Linked DNA regions of Bos taurus: region 2 is linked to region 1. Evidence: chromatin contacts called from public Hi-C data. All regions are on one chromosome and are shown on one strand. Each heading gives the region's core, a stretch centred on a gene start, on an enhancer-like site or on the middle of the called end of the contact. The rest is flanking DNA. Distances are from core to core; before and after follow the strand shown.

What was found. Hi-C and Micro-C count contacts between places; a contact is called where the count stands out from the background.
Region 2: a Hi-C map of an unstated tissue shows a contact between it and region 1, with 2.9 times the contacts expected there. The contact joins the enhancer-like site here to the promoter of ESPN in region 1. A contact is called at or near these places in 5 of 11 Hi-C or Micro-C datasets (blastocyst, liver, skeletal muscle and 2 more).

The regions. Positions count from the first base shown.
Region 1 is chr16:46,942,496-46,945,119 of ARS-UCD2.0, forward strand. It overlaps ESPN (espin), which reads right to left and starts at 1,287. Exons shown (of 14, transcript XM_024976766.2): 1 at 808-1,287. The coding sequence starts at 1,101.
Region 2 is chr16:47,023,916-47,026,539 of ARS-UCD2.0, forward strand. All of the region lies in intron 1 of ACOT7 (acyl-CoA thioesterase 7), which reads left to right. Among named protein-coding and RNA genes, the nearest start is that of TRNAE-UUC, 37 kb to the left of the region's middle. Within about 2 kb of position 1,331, at least 52 of the 102 cell types and tissues checked have an H3K27ac peak or open chromatin away from gene starts, as enhancers often do. A contact at or near this core is called in liver, where this site is marked.

The DNA of each region.
Region 1 (2,624 bases), core at 37-2,536:
TGATGCTCCCCCCATATGGCCTAGCAGTACCTGGTGGTACCTGGCTTACTCTCTAGCCTGTGTGTTTGCTGTTCAGTGTCCTGATGGACTGACAGTTCCAGGGGATCGGGAGCACACCTGGACCCCAGGTCTAGACCCTGCTGGATGCTCTGTTTCTGGCAGGACTGAGCAGGAAAGCTACGCACCAGACCTGAGCTGCCTCTTTTCATCCCACTCAGGAGAGGCCAGACTGGCTGATACCAGCCCGGTGGCCGCTGAGTGAGACCAGGTGGGGTCTCAGGCAGGAAGACTCAGGCTAAGCTGAAGAAGCTCGGAGGTGGGAAGGTGCTGATGTCCTGGGATCAGCTCAAATCCTGGGAAGGACCCCATTTACCAACTCCCCCCCTCCTTAGGGACACATGCAACTCAGCCTGGGGTGGGCTGCAAGATTTTGTGCACCACCCTTCCCAGACCTGATCCTGAAGGACATGGGCTTCTGACTCCAGGCCCTCCGTTCCCCCCGCCCACTCTCTCCCTGGATCAGTGAGTTTCCCACACCCTCACCTTAAATGCTATCCTGGTCGAGCCCAACTCCATTCCGGTTTCTCACCTGGTAATCTAGGTGGTGACGAGGGCTTGCCAGAGCATCTGCTCGGGTACTCTCAACCCAGGAGCCCACCCTGTCCCGAGTCCTTTGGAGGAACTCCAAATCAGGCTTGGCTCCGCGGTGCCCCAAACCATCCACCCTTGAGCCACGAGGGCTCCAGGCCAGAACTCCTTCCTGGGGAGGAAGCCCCCTCGGGGGTCCAGTGAGCGGCGCAAACTCACATGCACTCCGCAGCCTCCCTGTGAGAGCAGCAACTGCAGGCAGGCGAGGTGGCCGGTGGCGGCGGCGTCGTGGGCCGGCGTGGCGCCGTTGCGCGCGCGGGCCGCAGCGGGCAGACCGGCCTCCTCCACCAGGAAGCGCAGACAGTGCAACTTGCCGGCGCGGGCAGCGTGGTGCACTGGCAGCGCGTCCAGCGGGTCGCGCAGCGAGGGCCCCAGCAGGCGGGCGGCGTGCAGGGACCGCAGCACGTCCAGGTCGCCCTGGCGCGCCGCCTGCATCGCCTGCTCCAGGGCCATGGTGCCGCCTGCGGCGCCGCGACCCGGGCTCAGCGCGTCCCCCGAGGCGCCATAAGCCCTTCCTCGGGCACAGGGAGAGCCGGCGGCCGGGCCGTCGGGGCCTGCGAGTCGGGAGGCGGAGCGGCTGCCGGCCCGGCCTCTGTCCCGCGTTGCCCAGCCGGCTCAGCTCGGCCTCCGCCGCGCTCTGGGGCAGGGGGCACCCGCGGCGCCCGGCTTAAGGCTCGAGCCTGCCCCCTCCCCCGCCCCGCCCCCGCCCCGCCCTCGACTCCGCCTCCGCTCCGAGCGCTCGACTGCAGCCACAGGGGCGGTGCGCCCAGGGACTTCTCTCCTAATTTATTATACTCCGGTCAGAACGGAGACCCCAGAGGGTGATCAGACTGGGTTCGAATTCGAGAGCCGTCCAGAGCGTCCAGACGAACTCATTCATCAATCCCGTGCCAGTTGGAGGCGCTGGGGACACAAGCCAGCAAACAGTGACCGTGTGATCAGAACAGGAAAACGGGGAGCTAGGGAGTGAGTTGTGGAGGCTACGTGGGCAGCCGGGGAAGGGCCTTCTGGGAAGGGGCGGTGGGCTGGGCTTTATTCGAAGGCGCACAGAGGAAAGCCCCAGGCCTGAGAGACTTGGGGAGCAAGGGCCACGCACCAGGAACCGGCCTAACAAGTCCTTAAGGGTTCTGGGTCTATGCCTTGGAGGGTGGGACGGGTGCTGGGCCCTCAGCCTTTCTGGGTCCCCCAGACCCCAATAACTGTCCTCAGATTTCAGATTTCCCGAGGAAGGGTGAGAAAGAAGGGGAAAAAGACAGGAAGGCCTGGTGTACTCTGGTTTCTGGTCCTAGAGACCCTGGGCTCAGAGAGCGCCCAGAGGTACCCTCCGGGGTGGGGGAGTCAACTGTGAGCTTGGGGCCCTGAGGCTGCCAAATAAATAGAGACAGAGAAGCAGGCTGCAAGGGCTGGGGAGCGGGAGGGGGCGGGCACAGGGGAGGCACTCCAGAGCAGTCATCTGGGGAGCAGGCCTGGGACCCCTCCGCAAGGGTGCAGGATGGCCCTGGGAGGGCAGTGGGCCAGAAGAGCACACTTGCACCAATCTGCCTGCCTGCCTGGCCAGAAGCCCTTCGTGGGAGCTGGAGGGAGGCCCCGTGGGCTGGACAGGAGAAAGAACTGCTGGAAGACGGGCTGTGTAGCTGTAAGAACTCGATCAGCACACCCGGTGACCTTGAAACATCCGGTGTCCTTCCTCCTGATGGGAGTGGCCCTTCCTCACCACCTCCCCACTGGAGCCCTGCGAGTGCTCTGCCAGGGGCTGCTTTACCCAATGGCTAGTGGGACAGGCACAGGATGGTGCTGGAAATGCCTAGAGTGAAGTGTGTGTGTATGTGTGTGTTTTAGTTGCTCAATTGTGTCCAACTCTTTGTGACCCCATGGACTGCACCACGCCAGGCTTCCCTGTCTATCACCAACCCCCAAAGCTTGCTCAAGCTCATGTCCATTGAGTTGATGATGCCATCCAACCATCTCATCCTCTG
Region 2 (2,624 bases), core at 81-2,580, 81 kb after region 1:
TCATCCTGTGGTTTGGAGCAGGAGTGGCTGGAATGGAGGGGGAGGGGTGGTGAGAAACAGGGTGGTGACATTCCAGATGCCACTGCTGGGAGGGCAGGGAGAGAGGAAGATGGTGGAGAGGATCTTGGGGTGCGTAGGCCTGGTCACAGGAGGCAGTGTCCCTGCCACTGGCCAGCTGAGAAGACGTTGGGGATGGGGGTCACAGGAAGGGCTCCCTGGCCCAACTGTCCACTTTTCCCTGGAGCTTCTGGGGTTCAAGGACTGAGAGAGTTGCAGGTTGGCATGGGCAGAGGGGCAGAGAGAGGTGGGAAAGAGAATGGGGCACACAGAGTCCCCCCAGGATGGGGTCAGGCCCACCACCTGCTCTGCCCTCACAGAGCTGGCCTGCGTGGAGGCCATTTCAACAGTCAGGTGCTGCCAGTCAAATTCCAAGAGATTTCACATTAAACTCTGGATTGCCGGCTTCTCTAGAAAACTCAGTTCTTTGGTATCCTCAACTCAAACCCCTGCACGGATGCAGCTGGCCAGCTGTGAGGGCCAATACCACCCAATACCACCCCTTCACCTCCCTGACCAGAGACCAGTGGGCAGTGCCGTGTGGCATCGTGTGTGCTCCACTGGGCTGTCTTTGCTTCTTTTCTGATAGAAAAGAGGAAAGCGAAACACTTTCCATATCTGTCTCTTTGCTAAAAATGGGAAAGCAGGAGCTCCACCGAGAGGCTGCACGTTCCCCTGGCTGCCCTGGTCGCTCACACTCCTGCCTGTCTGGAGGTGACACGCATGGCGGGAGTTCAGGGGGAAGTGAGTTGAGGAAGACCCTGCCGAGCAGCTCCAGAGCTCTTTGGAGGAAGGAGGGGACAAAGGGAGGGCGGCCAGGTGCAGGACCATAGCCCTGGCTTTGGGGTGGAGGCTGGGATGGAATCACGGTGATGCCCTGGGGGAGGCATCTGATTTGGGGCCCCAGGGAGGGGCTGCCGGACCTGGGCTATGGCCCTTCTTGTTTGCAGAACTGCAGAGCAGAGGCAGGATCAGGTCCCTGGGGAAGGTTTGCGTCTGCACCATGTGGGTGTCAGCTGGCCTGGGGACGCTAGGACAGTCCTTGGGCAGGACCTGGGGTGACCAGGACGAGGGGGTGGGGGTGGGCCTGGAGCTCAGTACCCAGGGTCCCCTCCGGAGTTAGTGGGATGTTGGTGCTGTGGGGTCTGTCCGGACCCTCAGTGTCGCAGGGTGGCTCCAGGCTCTGTCCCGTGTCCTCGTGTCTCAGAGGTGTGTCCTCCCCGGCCTCTCCCTCCTCAGGCCCTCCCGGATGTGAGCACTTCCTCCTTGGCCTTGGGGCCCTCTGTTTGCTCTTCCTGGCTCTGAGCCAGCCCGGCATACACAGCCCCACTTTACAAACAGGCAGAAATACGTCAGGCTCCCCAGAGGCGATCTCTGGTGCTCCTGGGGAAGGCTGTGTGGTGTAGAATCGTTTCAGTCCTCCCCTGTCTGGACCCCTGCCTGGCCCTTAGGCCTGTGAGTAGAGGTGGACCATCTGGTCTTTACTAAGTTGAAAACAAATTCAAAGGAAAGAGTTTGATATTGTAATGTTGTTTGATAGAGGTTGTTTTGTTATTTGAATTGGCTACCTCTTAAACTTAAAAAAAAGAGCTTAGTAGTATAAGCAGGAATTTTTAAAACTCAAAACATTAAAAATATTTTCTATAACATTTTTTAATAGAGGTTACTTTTTGAGCAGTTTTTGTTTTTGCTGGAGCCTAGTTCCCCACAGTGAAAGCAGTCCGAACCCCTGGACGCCAGGGAAGTCCTCAGAGCAGCTTTAGTTTCACAGCAAAACGGAGAAGAAAGTGCAAAGGCTCCCCGCATGCCCTCTGCCCTACATGCACAGCCTCGGCCTTTATCAGCAGCCCCAACAGAGAGGTGCATCTGTCGCAGCCGATGAACCCACATTCTTTATGAACCCATAAAGAATCTGCCTGCAATGCAGGACACCGCAGTTTGATTCCCGGGTCGGGAAGATCCCAGGGAGAAGGGAATGGCTACACACTCCAGTATTCTTGGGCTTCCCCTGTGGCTCAGATGTTAAAGAATCTACCTGCAATGTGGGAGACCTGGGTTCAATCCCTGTGTTGGGAAGATCCCCTGGAGGTGGGCATTCTTGCCTGGAGAATCCTCATGGACAGAGAAGCCTGGTGGGCTACAGCCCATGGGGTCACAAAGAGCTGGACACGACTGAGTGACTAAGCACACACCCCTGCATTGGCACATGAATTTAACCACTGGACTACCAGGCAAGTCCAAACATGGACTTTTAAAAATTGTCTCATAGTTTTGCCTTTTCTAGTGGTAGCTTATGGTGAATGGTGTCAGATTCGTGATCTCTGAAGGAGAAAATTTCGCTTTGGGATCATAGACGCGGCTTCAGTCACTCAAGAGCTTCATGCAGCAAAAGTATTATTATTAAAGTAACAAGGGATAGAGAAATCTTCTGACACAGACACCAGAAGGAGGCAGAAGAGTGCCCCCCTACTAGTCTTAGCAAGACCTTATATACTTTATCAATTGGTTACTAGCAATAGATCCGAAGAATGCCTCAAGGTTGTTAAGGTCTTACAAGACCCACTCAC